Linked DNA regions of Mus musculus: region 2 is linked to region 1. A link is a contact called in public promoter capture Hi-C data. All regions are on one chromosome and are shown on one strand. The core of a region is the stretch at or near the end of the contact, and the rest is flanking DNA. Distances in the headings are between cores, read along the strand shown. Region 1 holds the start of Cdh24 (cadherin-like 24). Region 2 holds the start of Homez (homeodomain leucine zipper-encoding gene).

Region 1 (6,832 bases), core at 4,319-6,818:
TTAAACTGCAGCCAAAAGCAACATATGAGTGTTACGGTGTGAGCTAGTTAGGAACCTAGACCATCTAACTGTTGGGTCCTATTTTTTGGGGACAGCAGCTACCAAGGGGGTGCAAGCTGGAAACAGTGACACAGAGGGGGGCCAGCCTGGCCGAAAACGCCGTTGGGGAGCCAGCACTGCCGCGACACAGAAGAAACCGTCCATCAGTATCACCACTGAGTCACTCAAGGTGAGGTGGGCGGAGCCAGGGAAGGGAGGGTAAGAAATGTTCAGGTGGGAGTAGACATGGGCCCAGTGTAACGGGGTAGCGGGGGTGTCTGTGTCCCAGAGCCTCATCCCCGACATCAAACCCCTGGCGGGGCAGGAGGCTGTTGTGGATCTTCATGCCGATGACTCCCGAATCTCTGAGGATGAGACAGAGCGTAATGGCGACGATGGGACCCATGACAAGGGACTGAAGATATGCCGGACAGTCACTCAGGTAACCCCGTGTGCTGTGCCCAGCATCGGGTGAGGCAGTGGGCAACGGCGGACAGCGGAGGAGCTGAGGTAATGTTCTGGAAGGGAACTCTTATGCCAAGGGCCGGATTACGTCAAACACTGCTAGTTGCAAAAGAGGTTTTATTAGAACCAAGCTATAGCAATTTGTGTGCTCTTGTTTCAGCAGCTTGTACCACAGAACCAGAATTGAAAACTAAAGTTGATAAAGCCTCATATAACATCTTGCCTCATGCAGAAAAATAGTTCAGGCCAGCAAGATGGCTCCATGTGTAAAGGGCCCTGCTGCAGAGCATGCTGCCCATCCTCACGGCCCGTGTGAGGGAGAGAGCCAGCTCCCAAAGCTGCCCACACAGAGGTCACTGCATATGCTCATGGCGCATAAGAGCACACAAATAAGTAAATGCTTGGTTTGTTCTCAATTTAAAAAAATGTTTAGCCAGGCGTGGTAGCACATGCCTTTAATCCCAAGGAAGCACAGGCAAGAGGATCTCTGTGAGGTCAAGGCCAACCAGGACTACGTAGATGATGTCTCGAAAAACCATAAAACAAAAGGTGCAGGGTATGGAGAATAACCCCCACCAGTGGGGAGGTTAATGTGATCGCCGTCTCTCTGGGATCCAGTCAGAGGAGAAGAAGAAGGTGCCAGTGTGGGGAGAGAGCACCACCTCTGTCTTCTATGTCTTATAGGTAGTACCCGCAGAGGGCCAGGAGAATGGGCAGAGGGAAGAGGAAGAAGAGAAAGAGCCTGAAGCCGAGCTGCCGGCGCCACCCCAGGTGTCAGTGGAGGTTGCCTTGCCCCCACCTGTGGAGCACGAAGTAAAGAAAGGTGGGTGAGGTGCAGCAGCCGTCAGCATTCTCTGAGTGAGGCCCACGTTTGGACCCATTTCCAACCCCCCTGGGTTTGAATCTCACAAATGTCCGAGTCTCGCAGTGAGGTTCTACGCTTGCCCTTTACCACATTATGGATGCTTGGCATGTGTGGATAGAGGGGAGTGGCTGGCTGCTCGGCAGAGAGTAAAAGGAAGGGAGCCAGCAGTGCTGCGACTGAAAGCTGTTCTTCCGCTCTCTTTTTAGTAACATTAGGAGATACCTTAACCCGGAGGTCCATCAGCCAACAGAAGTCTGGAGTTTCCATTACAATTGATGACCCAGTCCGGACCGCCCAGGTGCCCTCCCCACCCAGGGGCAAGATCAGTAACATTGTCCACATCTCCAACCTGGTAAGTCATCATCCCTGTACCGCAAGCTCCTTTACTTGGGGGCTGGGGAGATGCCTCAGTGATGAGAGCCTCACTGCTGTTGAAGAGGACTTAAGTCAGTTCCCAGCATCCACTTAGTAGTGCTGGACTCAAGCCTGGATCCCCTGGAAAAATAAGCCAGGGTTGATAACCACTGAGCCCTCTCTCCAGCCCCACATGGAGATCATTCCCACCCCAGAACCCCACATGGGGTTTCTCAGTGTAGACCAGACTGGCTTCAAACTCAGGCTACCCACCTGCCACCCTCTCAAGTGCTGGGAATAAAGACATGCACCATCATCCCCCCACACACACACACCTCACACATAGGAGACTTCATGCTAGATGTATAGGTGTTCTTAACTTCTTTAAGACCTTGAAAAGTTGATTTTCGTTGGCAGGTTCGTCCCTTCACTTTAGGCCAGCTGAAGGAATTATTGGGGCGTACAGGAACTTTGGTGGAAGAGGCCTTCTGGATAGACAAGATCAAATCTCATTGCTTTGTGACGGTGAGGCGGGGGGGCTGACTCTGGTTTCAGGCACATACTTTGTCCTGTGAGCAGTGTGGGCAGATGGAGGGCATTGCAGCAGCAGGGAGACTAAAGGTGCACCATGCCTCTCTGCCTCTTCCTACCAGTACTCTACAGTAGAGGAAGCCGTTGCCACCCGCACAGCTCTGCACGGGGTCAAGTGGCCCCAGTCCAACCCCAAATTCCTTTGTGCTGACTATGCTGAGCAAGATGAGGTGAGACACCTCAGAAAAGGAGGGAATGGGCCGAGGCGGTCAATTCTGGGACGACCTTCACCAAACCTGCAGTTGCTAAGAGTTTGGGTTTTCCTCTCTCTACCGCTGGTACCTGGGCTCCCTTGTTGGGAATGATGTAATCTTAATCTCTAGTTTAACTGTCCTTGTCCCTCTGCCCACAGCTGGACTATCACCGGGGACTCTTGGTAGATCGGCCATCTGAAACTAAGGCAGAGGAACAGGGAGCACCAAGGCCCCTGCATCCCCCACCCCCACCCCCAGTCCAGCCACCGCCCCACCCCCGGGCTGAGCAGCGGGAGCAGGAAAGGGCTGTTCGAGAGCAATGGGCAGAACGGGAACGGGAAATGGAGCGCCGGGAGAGGACTCGGTCTGAGAGAGAATGGGATCGGGACAAAGTTCGAGAGGGACCCCGCTCCCGATCACGGTCCCGTGACCGCCGCCGGAAAGAGCGAGCAAAATCTAAAGAAAAGAAGAGTGAAAAGAAAGGTACTTAGCTGGGAGGAAGGCAGGATGTGCCTGTCTCTGGGCTGGAGGGTCAGGGACCCAGGTGGGTTGGGTCAGGATTTTATGTTTCAGATCTGGTTCTCTTCCTCCCGCCTCAGAAAAAGCCCAGGAGGAGCCACCTGCCAAGCTGCTGGATGACCTCTTCCGTAAGACTAAGGCAGCTCCCTGCATCTATTGGCTCCCTCTGACTGAGAGCCAAGTGAGTACTCTCCCATTGTCAGCAGCTGGAGCTGTCTTTGCACCCAGGAGATGAGCATGACCCACAGTGTAGGCCCTGGCATTGGCTTAGGAGAGGAAGAGAGGAGGGAGCTGTGGAGAGGGTGAAAGTGGCCGCCAGGCAGGAACTAGAGCTTGTGGGTTTGAGAAACTGTTAGCCAAGCTTCTTGGAGCTTGATTCGTTAGCCAAGCAATGCGTGTCTTATAAAGCTTTGTTATAAACGTCTTGTACGTTGGCATTTCTATGAGAATCTTGCGTGTGGTGTTGGTGTGTATGTTGGGGACAGGAAAGGATGCGCTTGCCATGTTGCTCATGTGGAGGTCAGGTCTGTGGGTGTGGTTCTGCTTCCACCTCTCCATGGACTCCAGGGCTGAACTAAGTTGTCTGGCTTTTGTGGCAAGGGCTTTCTGGGAGAAATTCAGGCTTAATGCTACTCAGCTTTGTGTGTGTGTAGCATGATGAAAGCTAGAGACATATCAGAGACTGGTGCCAGCAGCCCTACCATGCATTAAGGATGTTGGTGGTGCACCTCATCCTGCATGTCTGCCCTTTTCCTGTTAATAGAAACTGACAGTGACCCCAGAAGCACAGCCTGGGATCAGTTCAGACAGGACTGTGACACACTTCTCTGCCTCTGTCCTTCCTGTCTGACCACAGATTGTTCAGAAGGAGGCAGAGCAAGCTGAACGGGCCAAGGAGCGGGAGAAGCGGCGAAAAGAACGAGAAGAAGAAGAACAAAAGGAACGGGAGAAGGAAGCTGAGCGGGAACGGAACCGGCAGCTAGAACGGGAGAAGAGGAGGGAGCACAGCAGGGAGAGAGAGAGGGACAGGGAGAGAGAGCGGGACAGGGGTGACCGAGAGCGGGAGAGGGAGCGAGACCGAGACCGAGGCAGGGAGAGGGATCGCAGAGACACCAAGCGCCACAGCAGAAGCCGGAGTCGAAGCACACCTGTACGGGACCGGGGTGGGCGCCGCTAGCCAAGAAAACACTAGAGAGCTGCAGGTACCTGCCACTTGGTCCTGGGAGGTCAAAGGCCACAGAGGGATAGGTACAGTCACCACCACCCTGGAACCAAGGGTCTCACACCATTGCTCAGTGCTGAACTATAACTGCCACACGTCCCCTCATATCAAATGGAGCAGTGGCAATCTCCCTGTTCCCCAACCTAACTCTTGGAACTTGGCCCTCTCCTTTCTTCCTGTTAAGTCTGAGAGGGAAGAGCTAGGCTATGAAGGGAAGATGTGGCCGTACGTGGGAATAACCAGTGTCCCACGCTCATTTTCCCTCCATCCTGCGTTCCGCCTCCCTTGGTACTCAGCCTTTTGGGGACAGCTGGGGCCAGGACTGGGTCACCTATGAGCTGAATCAGCCTCTCCTGAGTCCCAGGCCCCTGCAGTCCCCTGTTCTCTGGCCTGCAGTCTCTTGCCCGCTGGTTCCACTTTATAGCCACCTTTTCCTTTTGTTCAATTTTTATTTTTATTTTTTTTATTATTAAATGATGTGGTCTATGGAAAAATAAAAATCTGACTTAGTTTTGACTAGCATTTGAGTGCCTTTCCTTGGGAAGAGTTTGGGTGAAAGGGGAAGGTGAATGGCTGTGACGGTGGGCATCTGCGTTCTTCTGGGGCAGCGGCCTTCCTCGGGAACCTTCATCCCCACTTTGTCTCTAATCAGTCCAAAGCTGTATGTCTTTTTACTCTGGGAAATAGGGTGGCCTGTTTCTTTTGCAGTACCCCAACAGCCGGCAGGGTCGGCCTCCCGGTCCCCCTGCACAATTAGGCATTTGGTCGCCCTTCAAGGTGCTTCCCACAACTGCCACCAGGGGGTGCACACACTCTTTAGATCTTGCAAAGAGCTTCCCCAAAAAAGGTTCTCACTGCCCACCGTTATCTTTCCCCTGTCCCTGGCGAGCTCCCTAGACTCCTGCTTCCCCTGCCATCCTGAAGTTCACCCTAGCTGACTGAACTCGCCGTCGTGACCCGCACAAGGTCCTGAGTCGGTAGCCTCGCAGCCGCACCCGAATCCAGAACGTGAAGCCGGGTCTCCCGCAGTGCTCTCCCAGCGCCCCGCCTCACGGTGTGCCTCCGCAGGTGCTGTGCTGGCCGATCGTGTTGAGTCTCCTCCGCCAGGCCCTGGGAATAATAGCCTAGCCGTGCTACCCCTGTACCTTGCCGTGCTGCGGGCTGGCCCGGGAGGGGCCCCGCATCTGTATGCGCCCAGCAGCCCGGGAGCCGCGGGGGCGGGGACTGGCTGGGGAGGGTCGGAGGCAGGGCTCTCCTCTCCCGCGCGAGCCGCCTCTCCTCGGCAGGCGGAGCCTCCTTCCCCCGCCCCCTCCGTCTCGCTCCCTTGTTCTCGCCGGGGCCGCTCAGACCTGCAGCGGAGCCGCGGCGCCGGCTTGGATCGGCTTGGGGCTGTGCCCCCGGGAGCCAGCGACGGAGGCGGGCGGGGCGCTGTTCGCGGTCCCGGGCCCCTCGGTAGTGCCAGGTAAGGGCGCCTGCCCGGGTCGGGAATCCTCGCGGGGGCAGCGGGGGGTCCGCAGCTTGCGGTGCGCTCTGGCTGAGAGCCGTGCCGGCTCGGTTCTCCCGCGCTCTGCTCTCTCCCATCTCACACACCTCTCTCCCTTTGCCTCCCGATTTTTCTTCACCCTTCCGCCTCTCTGCCCCTTCTCTCTCCCTCTTGCCCTGTCTCTTCCCACCTCTTCTGCCTTTTTCTTCCTTTACCTTTCTCCTCTTTTCCCGCTCTCCTTTCCTCTCTCTCATTACCTCCCTCTCCTTTCCTCTCCTCTCCTCGTTCCCTCCTGCTATCCTGTTTCCCCACTCCTCCGTTTCCTTCCTTCTCTCCTCTTCGTCCCGCCTACCTCTCTGGTCCCCTGCTGCCCTCTGGCTTCTTTTCTCTGGGGAGCAAACGGCCTGTCAGGTGTGTGTCTGCTCTGGGGAAGGAGGAGGGGCACAGCTACCTGACCATGGGCCCCTTCAGGAGGAGGGAGAGAAATGGGAAGGGTCCTCTCTCTCCACCTCCTTTCCCGCAGCCCCTCCCTACCTCTACTGCTCCTAGTAGCTTACTCTACCAGAATGAAGTTCCGAGGCCTGATCTCACACACACACACACATACACACACACACAGAGAGAGAGAGAGAGAGAGAGAGAGAGAGAGAGAGAGAGAGAGAGAGAGAGAGAGAGAGAGAGAGAGAGAGAGAGAGAGAGAGAGAGAGAAAGGTTCACCTGCCCCTACCAGTTCCCAAGCCTGGTACCCAGGACTCCTCTCTGCCTTTCAGACACTCAGGCTGCTTCCCTGATGTCTTTGCTTTTCTCTCTTGCTGCCCTTCTCTCTCCGTGGTCTGTCTGTTTCTCATCTGGTCTTCCCCATCTGCCAGACCCTCCCAGATTCTTGGCCCCAAGCCTTCAATCACGCTGTCTCTGGCCCCTGGGTCAGCCTCCACTTCACCTCTCTTGGTCCCCCTGCACTGCCTGCAGCCCTGTTCCCAATTCTTCCAGATGTAGCCCCACTCTGTTCCCTTAGACCAATTCCCCTTAAAGACCGAGACTGGCAGAATGGGCTGGAGACAGTCTGGAGACGTGGGGTTCCTCAGGGGCAGGGGAGGCTT
Region 2 (6,233 bases), core at 3,340-5,839, 220 kb before region 1:
ACTGTGTTAGAGTTTAAGACATTAATTACTGCTTCCAGGATCTCCAAATAGCTGCACTGTGAGGCAGTGGAGTTCCTACCGCTATTCCGCTGCTTTAAAAAGGAATAGGAAGGACAGTTCAGTCCAGAAACTGTGTCTGCCGTGGGATAATAAGTTTTTTTTTTTGGTTTTTTTTTTTTTTTTGCTTTTTTAAAAGATTTATTTATTTATTATCTGTAAGTACACTGTAGCTGACTTCAGACACTCCAGAAGAGGGCATCAGATCTCATTACGGATGGTTGTGAGTCACCATGTGGTTGCTGGGAATTGAACTCAGGGCCTCCAGAAGAGCAGTCAGTGCTCTTAACTGCTGAGCCATTTCTCCAGCCTAGGATAATAAGTTATTAATAGGCATAACTGAAAACCACGCAAGAATCCTTACTAAGCCCAAACTAAGTGTTTCCCAGCTCAGCCAATCTCAAAATGTCTATGGCATTCATTGCCAACTGACAAAAGAGGAAGTTTGATAGAGGGAGAACTAAGGAAGGAAGGACACACCAATCTTAATAAGTTAGCCTTGAACTAGGTATACTTCCAAAGGTTACGACAACTAACCACCCTCTTAACAAGTTGCTGGTCTTCTCAGGTGTTTTGCAAGAGGTCTGTTAAGAGAGAGACTCGAATTTCATCGGTTAATTGTTCCTCCAGTCAGCCAGTACCTCAGCCTTCAAAAGTCAAAAGGAGGACTTTTTTTTTAAACTTTAATTAATTTTTTTTTTTTTTTTTTTTGAGACAGGATTTCTCTGTGCAGCCCTGGCTGTCCTGAAACTCACTCTGTAGATCAGGCTGTCCTTGAACTCAGGAATCTGCTTGCCTCTGCCGTCCACTGCTGGGATAAAAGGCGTGCACCACCACTGCCTGGCAGACATTTTTTTAATGACCTCTTTTGTGTGTATGCCCGGGTGCATAAGTATGTGTATGAATGGGCTCATGCAATGGACGGTGTGGAGGTCAGAGGACAGCTTTCTGGAGTCAATTCTCTCCATCATGTGGGACCCAGGAACCTAACTGCTGGCATTCAGCTCAAGCCGTCAGGCTTGGCAGCAGGCGCCTTTACTGCTGAGACATCTTGTAAGCCTGAGAAAAAAGTTTCACCAAAGATGGGACATTAACATCTCTTGAGGATGACATGAGCCCCTAGCCTTAAGTACAATTCCTGGAAGAGTTGAGAAGGTTGTTATCCTGCTAAAGACAGGTTGTTTATTATTATTATTATTATTATTATTATTATTATTATTATTATTATTATTATTATTATTGTTATGCTTCGATGACTGCTCAGTAATTTCCACACCCAAGTCCACACCAACTTCTAAATCTAGAAGTTAAAACTCAGAGTAAGCCTTCTAGCCTCCTTGCTCCAGAACCAGGCACAGGGCTTTCTTCTTTTTGTGGTTTCTTTGCTCCCATCAACCCCCTCTCTTGATTATTTTACTTTGAAATGTTTTGAGTATTTTGTGCCATATGTGTCTGTGTGCCACATGCATGCAGTGCCCACAGGGGCCAGAAGAGGGCGCTAGATCTCCTGGACCTGGAGTTTCAGATGGTTGTGTGCCATCCTGTGAGTGCTGGCAATCAAACCGTACTCCTCTGCAAGGTCAGCAAGTGTTCCTACCCACGATACCAGTGCTCCAAACCGCTAACTCTTGGGGGTGAAGGTTTGAAAAATGAAACGTGATTGAAAGCTGTCACCTTTTAAATTTCTATGTGGGTCATCCTTGTTGGATGTAATTGGCCAGCCTTTCCAGAGTCAGGTGTTTGGTTCCCACAGACAGCTCCTCCCTCAGTTTTCAGCCCTTCAAGCACAGACTCTTCCCAAGCAATAGAGAGCTATGAGAGATTGATCTCCCCCTGGTAATTAAGGGCTGCCTAACTGAAATGTTCTATTTTCCCCTTCTTCATGTTCACTACCGAACAACAGGCATTGTGTTGTCACTCAGAAGAATGTCATGTAAAGAGCAACAGCTCTGACTCAAAGCCTAGTGGATAAAAGGTGCCTTAGATTTTTACCAACAAAGACTCAGGAGCCAGATGCTGGGATGAAAGCCTGCTAGCTCAAGAGAGGCAGAGAAAGCACCCAGCTGACCTTCCTTTATAGCCATAGTCTCACCAGTGATGCCCCTCTCTCATGATGCTTTTAAAAATCTCCTCCAAACTGAATGTCCCTCCCGTCTACTTCCTCTGGGTCTCAATATCTGATCCCCCTGACTCCCTCATACGATGTTGTTGTTTTTTTTTTTTTCTTAATAACCCTATGTTCACTTCCTGTTAACTGTTGCCTGCTCTGCCTTTGGACCTAAGGTGGACTTTATTTAATTCTGTTTACAGTATTCAAGCAGAAAGCTCTTGGATTAAAAGTGTAGGCTAAGACTGAGCCACACCACAACTAAAAACCGGGTTTTCCAGTAAATGACACAATCTTGGGGTTCCCAGTGTGATCAAATAACCCTGCAACACCTGACAGCTCAAAGAGGTCTTTTAAAAGGACCCCATTTTTCCTTGTTTACCCCCAGTGTCTTGGTCAGGCACTTGACAACATAGATGGCTTTTAATGTTGAGACTGAGTTCGTGAAATGAGGAAAGGGATTGGAGGCAAATAATAGGCTAGCAACAGAAAATACAGCCCAGCGTCAAAGCAGAGATGTTTAAGATGTCTGTCAGCCTGCAAAGAGCTCTAGGTTTTGGAGTGGAACCCTTAAAAAATGAAACGAGATTTGTATCTGGTTTCTTAGAGAGGAAGTGTGAAACGGAATGCTGTCCTTAGTGAATGGAAAACTTGTCCATTCCTGAATTCGGACTGTGGGTGGTTACCTGGAAGGAAGGAGATCCACACAATTGGGTCCATTGCCACTGAATTCATGAGGCTCCACCCACAGTTTACAGAAATGCTCATGGAGGTTGTTGGGGGGGGGAGCTCACAAGGCTCCCTCCATTCCCTGAGGGTATATAAACAGTTAACAAGTGTTGGGATGAGGGAGACACTTACTTCATTAGTACAGACACTGATAAATTGCTCGTACTTCTGTGAATAACGTGATTAAAGTCTGATTCACCAGCTGGGTGGTAGTGGTATAAGTTTATAATCCCAGAACTCAGGAGGCAGAGGCAGACGGATCTCTAAATTTGAGGCCAGCCTGGTCCACAAATCAAGTTCCAGGACAGCCAAGGACCAAGGCTACAGAAAAGAACACTGTCTCAAACACACACACACACACACACCATTCACTAAGCTATACTTGGGTGGAGTCATCCTTTGGCCATCTTTGATAGCCATTTGAATTTTTTGTTAAGATTTATTTTTTAAACGTATGGGGGGGTGGGGGCAACAACATGGGACAGTGTCAGCGCACACGCTCACACAAGGTCTAGAAGAGGGCTTCAGACCGGATAGAGCTGGAGGTACAGCTGACTGTGATATAGGTGCTGGGAATCTATCTCAGGTCCTCTGTCAGAGTAGCATGTGCTCTTAACCCCTGAGCCATCTTTTCAGCCTCCATTTGAGTTCATGTGACAGTAGGTAAGGAAGAGTCGACGGTGAGGTCTGAGAATACAAGCAAAGACTGATACTGCCCTTTTCTTTCTTTTTTTTTTTTTAAAGATTTATTTATTTATTATATGTAAGTACACTGTAGCTGTCTTCAGACACACCAGAAGAGGGCATCAGATCTTGTTACAGATGGTTGTGAGCCACCATGTGGTTGCTGGGATTTGAACTCCGGACCTCTGGAAGAGCAGTCGGGTGCTCTTACCCACCAGCCCTCTTTTTTTTTTTTTGTTTTGAGACAGGGTTTCTCAGTAGACCAGGCTGGTCTCGAACTCAGAAATCCGCCTGCTTCTGCTTCTGAAGTGCTAGGATTAAAGGCATGTGCCACCACTGCTCGGCTGATATTGCCTTTCAGCCAGGGCTATACAGAGAAACCCTGTCTCGGGGGAAAAAAAAAAGTGACCCAAATAACCAAGATTGAGCTTCAAATGTCAACAACACAAGTCACTTCAGAAGTGCTGTTTCCAAGTACAATGGGAAATCCTAAATATTCTAAATTTGGTTGAGAACTTTGTACCCCCAAGTATGGAGAGTATGGTTTAGTGAACAGCACATCTTACTACACCCTAACAGCGAATCCCAGAGTATTTCGTCACTGAGAATACTTTCGCCACATTGACCTCAAAAGTGACCGAAGTCCTGGGTACTTAAGATGCTCGTCTTTCTGGGGGCTAAACATCTGATCCTTCTTGTGCGCATTCTCCGTGGTTTTAAGCGTTTCGTCACGGCTGCCGCTGCTGGTAGCGCTTGTGCTCCAGTTTGACTGGTGGTAGATGTTTTAAAAGGTCTTCCGAGGGCCTTCCTGCGGGACCGGGGGCCAGTTCAGTAAAGAACTTTGGAAGGACCACAGGATGCAGAGGTCCACTGCAGACGCCGAGTCCAGGAAGACATGTTCCCAGCCCCACGCGCCTACACTGACCGGTTCTCCGCAGCCAATCGCGGACCTCTGCTGGGACCCACGCAGCCAATGGCGGACCCAGTACGTTGTGCATCAGCCCGCCCACCAATCCGGACCTCGGCTCCGCCTCCGCCTCCGCGCCGCACTGGTAGGGGCGGAGCGCCTCGGTCCAGGGGTAGGGGGCAGCGGCGGTCCAGGGCTTTGCGTGGCGCCAGGAGCCGGGCGTGCCGCAGCCCCTCGCCCTCTTGGATCCTCTGTCCTCTTCCCCCTTCCCGCCCCGGCCCGCAGTGCGAGGCTGGGAGCCGCCGCCCGGGGCCGCGCCGTGGTGAGTGACCGACCCCCCCAGCCCCTGGGCCTGCCTCCCGGCCGGTGCGAAACCTCCGACCCTCAGAGCCCCATCCTCGTGGTGGGAGGAGAATCCTCCGTTGGAAGTCGTCGGGTTCTGTCCCTCTTTCCTCCCCTGGACTTTCGAATCTGTGTTGTTGTAACTGGGGGAGGCTAAGGAGTGTGTGTAGTGGGGGGATGGGAAAGGTTGGGTCGGGACGCCCTCTGTGAGGATGCAGGTTCACCTGCCTCCTGGAGCTGACCGCCCCATGTACTTGAAACTTTTTGTTCTCTGACCCAGTTCCGGGCCCTTCAGATGCCTCCCGGGCTTCCCCTGTCCCCATGACTACCTCCTGGCGACCTCAACAGGCATTTACAACTAGACCTCACTTATAGGGAGCAGTGCCATTTGGTAATGAAAGGTTAAAAGGAAAAAACCCACAACTGGCCCCCGACTCTTGTGCCCCACCAACCGGAAAACGAAAAGGCCTCACAGGTTCCTGGTGTTGCAACTCAGACTTGTCAGCTGGAAGAAAACTCAAGCTTGAGACTTGTCTGAAAATCAGTGTGGGCCAAGATCGATGCATATTATGAACTCTTAGTCATGTCTCAAATCCATTTATATTGTTAGGATAGGTAGACAGCAGTAGTTGCAAAAGCCAGAAATCAAAAAACTAAGATACATGAATTATCCTAAACCTTACAATTGAAAATAAATATTACCAGTCTTTAGTGTATTGTTTAACTCCTCTTTTTAGTATTAATTGCACACTGAGAACTTTTAAAACTATGAATGCCGGGGCCTAGCAAACACAGAAGTGGATGCTCACAGTCAGCTATTGGATGGGTCACAGGGTCCCCAATGGAGGAGCTAGAGAAAGTACCCAAGGAGCTAAAGGGATCTGCAACCCTATAGGTGGAACAACATCATGAACTAACCAGTATCCCGGAGCACTTGACTCTAGCTGCATATGTATCAAAAGATGGCCTAGTCTGCCATCACAGGAAAGAGAGGCCCATTGGACTTGCAAACTTTATATGCCCCAGTACAGGGGAATGCCAGGGCCAAAAAGTGGGGGTGGGTGGGTGGGAGAGTATGGGGGACTTTTGGGATAGCATTGGAAATGTAAATGAGGAAAATACCTAATTAAAAAAAAGAAAAAGAAATAATTAAAAAAACTATGAATGCCTATGTCCCAGTCCATTAATCAGAAGAGCATGGGACGGAGGTGGCCTTTTAAGTTTCTCAGGTAATTCTAGTATGCCACTCTAGGAGAGAGCTACTCACTTTGATTATGTTATTTCCAGTTAGGCTTTCTTTAAAGTGAAGTGAGATTGGACCTTTGGAAGCTATCTGAGTTGGAACATACGTCACTCTTCCACAGTCGCCTTGCCCTCTCCTAACTGGGCAGGGTTTTAATACATATT

What was found. Capture Hi-C pulls out chosen DNA fragments and counts their contacts.
Region 2: a promoter capture Hi-C map of adipose tissue shows a contact between it and region 1. The contact joins the promoter of Homez here to the promoter of Cdh24 in region 1. A contact is called at or near these places in 12 of 39 promoter capture datasets (the 3T3-L1 cell line, 3T3-L1-derived adipocytes, the C10 cell line and 8 more), 4 of 484 Hi-C or Micro-C datasets (embryonic stem cells and regulatory T cells), 3 of 115 datasets of contacts at active chromatin or transcription factors (the HPC-7 cell line, extraembryonic endoderm stem cells and pancreatic cancer cells) and 4 of 9 other capture datasets (adipose tissue, liver, macrophages and 1 more).

What each region holds. Positions count from the first base shown.
Region 1 is chr14:54,640,100-54,646,931 of GRCm38.p6, reverse strand. It overlaps Cdh24 (cadherin-like 24), which reads left to right and starts at 5,568. Exons shown (of 12, transcript NM_199470.2): 1 at 5,568-5,711. Acin1 (apoptotic chromatin condensation inducer 1) reads left to right here. Exons shown (of 19, transcript NM_023190.3): 11 at 96-229; 12 at 329-481; 13 at 1,189-1,327; 14 at 1,576-1,721; 15 at 2,141-2,248; 16 at 2,377-2,484; 17 at 2,667-2,991; 18 at 3,108-3,208; 19 at 3,884-4,771. The coding sequence ends at 4,204. It overlaps Mir6948 (microRNA 6948), which reads left to right and starts at 3,822; the gene lies at 3,822-3,883.
Region 2 is chr14:54,862,514-54,868,746 of GRCm38.p6, reverse strand. It overlaps Homez (homeodomain leucine zipper-encoding gene), which reads left to right and starts at 4,589. Exons shown (of 2, transcript NM_001177705.1): 1 at 4,589-4,806.